Regions from separate parts of the Mus musculus genome. Here region 2 is linked to region 1. A link is a contact called in public Hi-C data. All regions are on one chromosome and are shown on one strand. The core of a region is the stretch at or near the end of the contact, and the rest is flanking DNA. Distances in the headings are between cores, read along the strand shown. Region 1 overlaps Cadm1 (cell adhesion molecule 1). Region 2 overlaps Cadm1 (cell adhesion molecule 1).

Region 1 (4,882 bases), core at 1,988-4,487:
AGCTTCAAAAATCTAATCAAGGCAGAGGAAAATATGCTGTTGGAGATTCTTGAGCTCCTTAGAGGAAAGACAGGAGAAAAGCAGAAGGCGGTAATACTGGTAACCATCTTTCATGTTACCGCTCGAACTGTTTGTGAAGAAAGATCACGAATGGAAACCTGATTTTTGCATTCGTCAGTGGCCATCTGTATATGCTATGCGGGAGGATTTATTTGTAGGCCATAGTAATTAAGCCTTCTGAGTTTTCCTGTACAGTGACTAGCACAGTAACAGTACATGTAATATCTTCTCAAATGGAAAACCAACCAACACCCCAAGAAAACCCCAACAAACAGCAACAAACCAAAAAATACAAATAAAACAAAAACAACCCAAAGAAATCACAAATCTACCATCTTCCCTATTCTATCATGCTTCCCAATACAAAAGCAGAAGGAGTTGAAACATTCAAATGGACGACAGCAAGCATTTGCCTGGCAGACCTACAGGGCAATTTCGTGTATGCAAAGTTCCTAGTCCTTGCAGAGAACTTGACGAAGGTGAGCTGAACTGCCAATTTCTACAATCATCTCTGCAAACAGTTTCAGTACGAAAAGCTAAAGCGGGACTGCTCAGCAAGGGCAGCATTGGCTGTTGTATACGTCTCACAACAACTGGGAGACTCATAAAACAAAGATGGCAGGCAGCAAATTGGTCAGGAAAGCCTAAGGTTCAAGACACTCCAGCAACTCCATCTCTGCTTCCATGCAAGCCCAGCTGCAGGGATGATCTGTCAAGTTCCTTTCTCCTTTCCTGGCCTTCCTTGCTTAAGGCTAGTCAAGTGACTAAGCTCCTCCCTGTGTGAACAGGAGGGCCAGATTCCTTCCTGAGCATGGTGGTGAAGAAGGCTGTTTCCCTTCTACCTTTCCTTTCCCCCTTCCAGGAAGCTGAAATGGTTTGGCCAGGGTGGTTCCAGAAGCTAGCACACAAGATGGCACAGCCTCTCCCCACCCCCACCCCCCGCCCCCTGGTAAGCTTTGACTATTAATGGCTGGGTGAATCTGAGGTAGCTGGATATGTGCGACATCCAGGCTAAGCTAGCATATGTACAAGAGGTAAATCACTAACTTAAGCCACTACAAATGCCATGCTTTCTATCTTCACTAGTGAAGTCCAGATCTACAGAGAGAGACCACAGTGCCACAGACAGTCTTCTCTGCTGCTCGTCAGTGGGGTCAACCACATGGCCCCTCTAGGACAAGAGCCTTCCAGGGTAGCCCCATACAAACTCCCGCCCTGTTTCAGTAGGTGGCAGACTTATAAACACAGGCAGGGCAATAGAAGGAGCCTTTCCCTGGGTTCTTCATCTCCATTGCCTGGTAAACTGTGTCTGAGGATGACGTGGGTGGACACTGGAGGGGAGAAGAAGGGGAAAGAACCACTAAATAATTACCTTAATGAGCTCAGGTTCCTATTATACCTCAACATAGACACTTTTTCTTCTTATCCCCAGGGAATTATTTCTACTATGAATATAAAAAGTTCTCTCACACACAAAATAATTGCCCCAGCCCTCCAACTTCAAAGGACATGCCTCGGTGTAATTAATAGGAGTGAACAGCGCTGATTTCTAAGAAACACAGCAAGGCAGACAAATGAGCCCTCCCAGTGCTGTCTACACCAGGGTTACACGCATGGGCGTGTGGAAGTGTTCCTTCTCTGCTCATTTATGAAGAATTTACGTTAAGTGCCTCCCAGGGTCTATGCTGGGTGCCAGACACAGCCATAAACAGCGCACATCATTCCTGGGCTCAGAAACACTTTCAACAGGAACTCCCGGAGCCAGCTAGCCTGACAGACATCGCAGCAGTGAAAGACAGACAGCACCAAAATGCCCACCAGGACGTCCCTCACAAGCCACGCCAGAAGCAATGCCAGAGAGATGATTCCATCTCATAGGCAAAGTGACCATACCCAAGCAAATAGCTTCCAAAGCTAAATCAATTCCGACCGTGACATATTGGCATCTAGAACAAATGGTCACTTTGAGCGAGAACTTGTTTAGTAAATTAGGGGAGGGAGTTCATGAAATGGTGGAGACTCCAGCCAAGCCACTGGGATGTAAATTGTGATCGGATTCTGAGCTGACACGTTAAACAGTTTAATTTAGGTACAGCTCTCAGCAGTGTTGGGCACATTTGAGAGAAACAGATGCCTTGAATCATTTCAAAGTACATTCCTGTCAGAAATGTCCTTTGTGACACTGAAATCAATTTCCTACGCCTTTACTAACTGTTCTACGAAAAGAAAAAAGGAGGAAGGAGGAGGGGAAAAAAGACTCTTTTAATCAAATGTCTTCCCACTGAGGCAAAATTAAACCCAAACCTATTAAACAGCACAAATTTACGTTCAATTTTTATAATTAGTGTTGCTGTGACAGATAGGACCACAATAGGACCGAATGGGACACGATGCATTTATGTCCTGGAGAACTACCAAAAGTCCTTGATTTGTTCTGAGAAAATGAGGGAAGCCAGACGAGGGCGGTGCTGGGTAGAAGCTATGTGCCAGCTCAGGTCCACACACATCCTGAGGACAGTGCGTGAGAAGTCTGCTTCACTTAAGAATCTCCATCGCCCGCCCGCCCGCCCGCCCGCCCGCCCGGTGTCTGAGAGCACTTACCACCTCTGTCGTGTTATGGCGCCTGTACAGATGCCATGGAACATCAAACACAAATCTCACACTAGTTAAAAAATAAATAAGTGAATCAAAATGCCACCAAACCAAACAGGAATGAGAACAGACTATGTAAATACTGCAGTTGTCCCATCCCCCCTGAAGGGGGGATATAGTTCCTGTGTCCTCTGCCTGAGCAACACCAACTAAAAATACAACGATATTTTCTATTGGGAGTTTTGACCCACCACAAAAGCCCATACTTCGGAAAACACACACACACACCACACACAAACACAATTACCCTTGTAGCTTTACTATGAAGCCACTGTAGGGACCCAGTTTTTTTGTTGTTGTTGTTGTTGATTTTTTTTTTTCCTTAAACCCAGGCACTCTCAGAAGTCCCTGGAAAATTATGTTCTCTCAAAACCCATATTAATTCATCAGACATGAGCATGAATAAGATACTAGTTTTAACGCTTAGTATGGAAGGTTTGCTACATTGTGTGGCTTTTAAGGACAAGTGAGTTGATTTGTGTCCTACAGTGTCAGATGACACAGTGACTCATCTATGGTCAATGAAATAGAGAGTTCATTTTGAGAGAGTGAGTGACTGGGTGTGTGTGTGGGGGGGGGGAAGACTCCTGTGAGCAGCAGGTGCTTTCTAATCCTTCTGTGACTACTTAAGAGTCAGGTCTGGGACACAGGATTTATAAAACTCTGGGGCACAATCCCCATCCGTTGCTTAGCATCGGTTCTTGCTAAAGTCATGAGGATCCAGAGACACTAAGCATCTCCTACCACACAAGGACTCATGGCCGGCAGAAGCAGAGAGTAACAAGCCCACCCATAACGTGTGCTAGCACTTCAGTGATGGTTCTTTATGAGGGTACCCTACTCCTGCCTCCTACCGAAGCAGCAGAGCTTTCTCCATCAGGACATAATGAGAAGCTGTGTTTCCATTCCTCTGCAGGGAGCTGCTAGCATCTTTTCTTTGTTAGGTCCAGTTTACTTTCTGGAGGTGGGTGGTACACATGGGATGCACACACCTGCTTGTGCCCGTGTGAGCATCGAGGAAGGCAGAGCAGGAGTTAGGGTGTCCTGCTATATCATTCTTGGATATATTCCCTTGGGACAAGGTCTCTCGCTGAACCTGAGCTAGGTTGGTGTCTAGCAGGCTGCAGGGATCCTCCCTTGGTCCCCCACAATCCTATGATTACAGACTTTTACATGTTCTACTGACTTGAACTCAGTTCCTCCTGACTAAGCAAGGGTTCTTATCCAGCCAGGCAACCTTCCAGCCTCCTAATAGAGAGTAAAAAGGACTGCGTGACAAGACAAAGTTGAAGAAATACAGCATGCTCTGCTGACTTACTAGTCAGCAAAAGTTAATGAGTTGCAGCTCACGAACAACTCAGTGTAAAACCACAGTGTGTGCATGTTATGAAATTACTCCACAAAAGATTGCTTAAGCAAATTTACAATGAAAAACAACATCAAAACACCACAGAGGTGGAATGAATATAAATACAAAGTGCACTTAAACACCTGACTTTCAGGGAGAGGGAGGGTGTGAGGAACCCTCACCCTGCAGCAGTGATTTTTTTCCCCCACAGTCTAGAGTAAAGTGGGATCAGCAGCCAGCCAGCACTTCTTCAGTCAGTATAGTGTTTATACAGGTAGGTAAGCCCAAACACAGAACATTGATCTTCAATTGCCCCTGCAGCCATGAAGATGGCATGCAAAAATCCCTCCGTGGGCACTCTTCAAGTGGCTGAAATAAACACACAATACCTGGGGATGAACAAGAAAAATTTCAGTGGGGCCCATGGGTCTCTCAAGAGCGGTTTAAACTAGCCTATAAGCTAATAAGAGTGGTTATAAACTGTGAACAACCACTGCCCTACCAGGAGAAGCATCTATCACCTTAACATGCTTAAAAAGTGGAGAGGGCTCATCTCTGTGCTCCTGGCGCTTTCTATTAGAATGTTAATTGTTCATACCGAAGAAAAGGAGACAGAAGAATGGCTTTCACCATCCTGTGTTAAGTTTATTTTTGTTCTTCTGACCGGTTCCCAAGGGGCAGGAGGCTAATGACTGTTCTTCATCATCAACTGCAAAGGATATTTACATCCATCCTGTAACCATGACAGCTGTGTCGCTGATTCCCTAACTGCCTCTGCCACATGAACCAATCATCTGGCATGAAGCTGCAAGATGGAGTGCC
Region 2 (5,627 bases), core at 489-2,988, 89 kb before region 1:
TTCAGTTTTGATAACTGATTTCTTTTCTCTGATTATGGTCCAGTCCCAGGAAAACTTGTACCACGTTATGTGTGGACACAGCTGCCACATGACCTTAATGGCTGGCAGGAAACGCGCACATCAATATTGCCTGTATTATATAGAAAAGTTCCCTTTCCATAGACACACACAGTATTTATGGCATATTATCTGCCCATGGGCAGCCGAGCTGTCTTCATTCCCTATAAACCACACAGAAGGCCTGAACTCTAAGATCTATCCCCGAGGCGACAGGAAACTTGAAGGCAAGTCTCATCTCCTTGCTCTGCCCTAACTGAGGAACGTAAGGCTCTTCAGCAGGTGGAACAGAGTCCTGGGGATTCCAGTGATGTCTCAGGGGCGTTGAGTGCTCCCAGAAAAGACCCTGGCTGCTATAGGAGGATGGCAAAATGTCCAACCATCCAGACAGTTGACTGCAGAGCAAGAGCTCACCATTTATATTTTAATTATGTTCATAAATCAAATGTTATAACTTACCAAATCTTCTCTGAAACAGAATCAGGCTCCAAGTTTTATCTTTGAGTAATGAGGTAAAGCCTAGTACATTTTCTGGGGGATCATTTTACGCCTCGGTTGGTGTCGTCAGGCGCAAGGCTAAAAGCCAGACGACACTTTCTACCCAAGTGCGATAACTGTCCAGCGACATATCCCTCAGAATGGCTTAATGTCATTATAAAATGGAACTGCTCTATAAAAAAATAAGGAAATAGTTAGGCCTGTGCACTTAAGGAGCATCACACTTGTAGCGCTGGCATCAGCAACAGCCAATCAATTAGGTGGAAAGATCTGAGGTTTTCATAATACACTGTAATTTCTCTTAAACCCTCTACAATACACTTAGCAAGACTGCTACAGCCGACAAAATTTGTTCATTAGTCAAAGTTGCACAGAGGGTTAAATACCAGGAGGCCATAGGGCACACTATAGTAGCAACCAATTAAAAAAATAATTTTAGGAAGGCATTCTGATTTGATGAGACATTCCTTAAATGTACTTTCCCTCTGTCTATAAAGGGGAAAATATAAAGGAAACTCTTAAAGAGGTCTGAATGGCTTGCTGGCAGATTACAATTGATTTCATGCCAGTCTGACCTTGCACTCTGTTCTGTGATCTTCTTAGAAGATGAAACTCAAGATTCTGTAATCTGTATGTCAATTTCCTATGCAAATGAAGACGCGCAGGCTCCTGTCAGAAGCCTGACCCTAGCATATCAGGTCTGTGGTCCCCAGTCCCTTTGACTAGGATGCCGTCTTTCCCGTGGCAGAGAGCAGAAGAACTGAGGCCTGGGGGGGGGGGGGGGTGTGTGTCCTGATACCTCAGCAGGAGAGCTATTATCCCAGGGGCACCTGCAACTTTCCCTCTTTTTCCTAGAAGTTCTAAATCAGGGCATGCTGACATCAAATGTTCTTTGACATGGCTACTATAACCAGGCCCAAGGGCTTTGCATGAAAATCTCTACCTGTAACTACAAGGGCTTGAGTGCAAATCTCCAAGTTCCATGTTTCATTTTCATCTAATGTTCAGAAACACACTGTGTGTGGGGTTTGGCGCCTGTAGATCAAGGGCTCACGTTTTCAGTCCCCACCCCTCAGGGCAGCATCAGTTAAGGCTGCTACCAGTCTGGCTAGGAGAGGGTCTGGGTCAGTCCCTGTGCACTGGAGCTTGCAGGAAGCAGTGGCTGGCTGAGGAGTCTGTCAATCATGGAGGATTACTGCAGTGTGGAGTAGAACAACAATGCAAAGATTAACCCGAGATTTGGTTCGTATTAGAAGCTGTTTGAGCGCAAAGCCAAAATCAGCTCCTACAATTCGGTTGTCTAAAGTGCCGGGGAAGACAGCTTTGTAATGAGAAGAGGGCAATGTAGGGCACCCAAGGAGACTACATACACCTGGCTGGGAACAGGTCCACAGAGCTCCCAGAGAAGGGAAAGGGGCAGGCTGTAAAGTGCTTCCTTCCTATTGTCCTGAGACATGAGTGACAACTTCCCCAGCTGTTTGTTTGCTCTCTAGGTTAAAGGTCTTTGTCTGGTATGGTTTGCAGCACTTAAAATTATACTCACTACCTGTAACCCCAACAGCTGGGAGGCTGAGGCAGGAGGATTTCCATGAGTTGGATAACAGCCTGGATTACTGAGTGAGACATTTGCCTCCAAACAAACAAACAAACAAACAAACAAACAAAGGAAAGAAGAAAGGACAATAAAAAACCAACCAACTACACTTCTTGAAGAGGGAGGGGCTATCATAAAAGATTAAGACGGGCATAAAACAACTCTACTTAAGAGAGCATCAGCAGCACCAGACAATGCTATTTCCCACTAAGAATCCACTAGGTACAATAGTAACAAATACACAAGTCTGTCTTAGCCTCAAAATACGGTAAGTCTGTAGGTTTGTCTGTTTTGGAGATCAAGCCAGTTCCCCAAGTTTGAGGAGCAGCCCAGGTAATTTGACTGTTGAACCTGCATTTTTTGGCATGGTTACCTGGCATTTCTGGAATCTCTAGGGATAGGATCAAGAAATTTCCTTGACTATTCTTTTTAAATTGAAATCGTTTAACCTTCCCACAGAATCAGAATCTTATGGTGAGCTAAAAGCCATCAGGCAGGGTGTACATTAGGAGACGAGCTTACTATCTATGTAAGAACTGGATCTGTACACCAAACCAGAGCCATCTTTTATCCACTAAGGTCAGGGGCAGCAGCACTGGGTTGTCTGTGCTAAGGAAGGCAAAGGCCTTTCTCCCAGGGATCATTCTCAACTTGCCCAACCCTGCCTGCTTTGGTCCTGTGGGCTCCATTACCCACAGTCCATGGAAACTCCAGGAACTCCAAGATGTCCCTGGTCTGGCCTTGCACAAAGAATGCTAGGTTACAAACTGGGCTTCAATCAGCGGTCTCTCTGCCTTGATTGTTTCTCATAAGGAATAATAATCACTAAGATAACCTCTCTGAACCCAGCTCATTGATACACACACTGGAGCCTGCTGGACACAGAACACAGAGACCAGATAGCAACTGGCCCAACCTGAGAACACAGCTGTTTTCACTTTAAGAATACAACCTGGGAACAGAATTAACCTGGGAGAGCCAGGGAGGAGCCAAGCACCTGCTGTGGGAAGCTTTATCCTCCAGTCTAAACAGGAGGGAGTTCCCAATTTCCAGGTTTTTCATCCTCCATCACCACAGGGCACTATCAATATCACAGAAACATTCATTTTGTCACAGATAAAGAACAAATTTTGATCATCTCTCCAATGCCCAATTTTCCTCTAGTTGAGGGGATGGGAGGTAGGGATGCAGGGAGAGACACCTACCCTTCTCTAGACCTTGGATGGATGGGGATATGGATTTATAAAATACCTGGCTACACCCAGTCAATAAAACTCATTTTGAGAGTCATGCCCATGTCTGTGATTAGCTGTCAGGTGGTAATCTGGGCGGGGAAGTGCTCTAATACCGGTTTCTGGAAGCTTTGTTTTCATTTTTCCCTTCTAGACTCAGCTCTTCATTTGTTTCTCTCTTTTTATAAATGGGCAAAACCTGAACAAAATGAGGATGTTTTGCAAAACATTCTAAAGAGCAAGGCTCTGGTGGGGAAGACGGAAGGCGCACAGCAGGAATCCCAGCTCAGGCTGCCTTGTGTCCAGAGCAAGGCTTTGTTTCCTTCAGCTCGCACTCAGAATTCCATACTGGAGGTCACAACTTCCCTTTGAATTCCCAGCTTATGTCGCCATGTGTTGCCACCTTGATGCTATTTAGACAGGTTTCTTTTAGCACACAGACAGTGAACTGGTCTGTTTAAACAGGCTGTTATCTGACAGGAGCGCATTCCTTCAGAGCTGAAGCTGTACTAACAGTTTTAGGACAGAATCACACTCTGCTCTAATCAGCCGCCGTGTACAGCTGCGTAACACACCTACAAGGCGTTTGCAAGATGAGGAAGAAGAAAAGCAGCACAGAAGGACTTTAGGGTCATCCAGATCAGCAGATCCAAAAAGCACAAGCGTTCGTTCTCTGCGTAGCTTCTAAGAATGCAGAGCTCGGAATTCTACCTTGCTAACATAATTATTTTCTGTTTTAAACATTTAGCTGCATGCTGCTGTACCCTTGCTGGGCCTCAGAATGAAAGCTAGCAAAGCAAGAGCCCTACTGTATGTTCTTCATACAACATTCCCAGCAATGTTCCTATGAGAAAACCTTATTAATGAGCTTGCAAGCGAGCACCCAACAGGGGAATGTCACAAACAAGAGCGGCTAATGCCCCAGAAAATCAAATAACTCAACACTTGGCTGACTGTGGTGCCTTTCATATTTATAATAAAAAAGAGGAGGGGGAACTTTTAATTCACTGATTCTGGAGGGGTCAACACCTTGCTCAACAAAACAACTCATTTATTTATGTTCAGAAATCTCCAGATGATAAATTACATTGATGTTAATCACTTCAATGCATACTACACAATTAATATCTGTACTCACCAAAATTTAAGGGTTATTAAAAGTATGACAGCACACACATCTGGCTGATTTTTCACATAATTGGGCACAACAATTTCTCCTGGTACCACAAATAAGAGGTGCTAACAAACAAACACTACAAATACTAGTTCAATTAATTAGGACTTGAATCCACAAGACACAAAAGAAGCCAGGCCCAGTCACAGCTCAAATCTTGTCTACTATGCAACATGGAGGATTCCAGCTTAAGGGAAGACGTACATGCCTCCCTTTCTTTTTACGGCTTCTCCCTCTGTCTCCTTTCAAGTAGGACAGTCAACGGGCACAGTGAGGGAAATTTCGTTTCCCTCTGAACACCATTTGTAAAGGAGACCCTAGCTTGTATGGGATTTCACCACCAGTCACATAGCTCTGCTCATGGCCTGGTGACATGCATTTATCTTAGATGGGGCAGAGAGCTCATCCCATAAACCTTCTTTGTCCAAAATTGGCCAGGATGAGAACAACTGAGGCTACTAAAGAGTACTCAGACCAATGTCCCCTCCAGCCTCCTAACTGGGGACAGTGTGAGGGCTGTGGGGTCACTATTTCCTGGTGATTCTGTTGATCCCCGATGATATCCTGAAGAAATCTTAGCTTACAAAGGAGATGACATTAAAAAGAACAATGGTATATTTAATTTTTTTTAGATTAAATCACATAATAAAATACATAATTTTATGGCTTTTAACATACAGATCATAGTCAGGTTCAAACAATAACGTGGCCTAAGGAAAATAGGTCTTATCAGTGATTGAAGAAATTAGCAGAACTCTATTGGGCAGATGAAATCCTTATATTGCAAGCAAAATGTGGTGATTGATTTAATTCACCCCTCTCCACCCCACAGTGTACTGATATTAAAGGAGGTTTTAGGGATTAGTGACCCTATAAAGGTGATAACTTCAGGGACTTGAGTCAACTTAAAGGGGAGGAGGGGAGAAGTGCACTGTTATTCCTTCTGGGTATCTCAGTAACTCAGTGTCTACACAGATGAAGGATCCTATCCTTTCCCTTAGACAGCGATGCCTGGCTGTAGAGAAAGAACCGCTGTGAGGGACTGGAGCTAAGCTCCCACCACTCACTGAGA

Evidence for each region. Hi-C and Micro-C count contacts between places; a contact is called where the count stands out from the background.
Region 2: a contact with region 1 is called in a Hi-C map of rod photoreceptor, with 2.6 times the contacts expected there. The contact joins two enhancer-like sites. A contact is called at or near these places in 5 of 484 Hi-C or Micro-C datasets (cerebellum, cerebral cortex, forebrain and 1 more).

What each region holds. Positions count from the first base shown.
Region 1 is chr9:47,714,721-47,719,602 of GRCm38.p6, reverse strand. The region is part of intron 1 of Cadm1 (cell adhesion molecule 1); the gene reads right to left. Among named protein-coding and RNA genes, the nearest start is that of Gm10677, 100 kb to the left of the region's middle. Within about 2 kb of position 3,237, at least 16 of the 459 cell types and tissues checked have an H3K27ac peak or open chromatin away from gene starts, as enhancers often do. A contact at or near this core is called in rod photoreceptor, where this site is marked.
Region 2 is chr9:47,801,967-47,807,593 of GRCm38.p6, reverse strand. All of the region lies in intron 5 of Cadm1 (cell adhesion molecule 1), which reads right to left. All of the region lies in intron 2 of Gm10677 (predicted gene 10677), which reads left to right. Among named protein-coding and RNA genes, the nearest start is that of Gm10677, 13 kb to the left of the region's middle. Within about 2 kb of position 1,738, at least 8 of the 459 cell types and tissues checked have an H3K27ac peak or open chromatin away from gene starts, as enhancers often do. A contact at or near this core is called in rod photoreceptor, where this site is marked.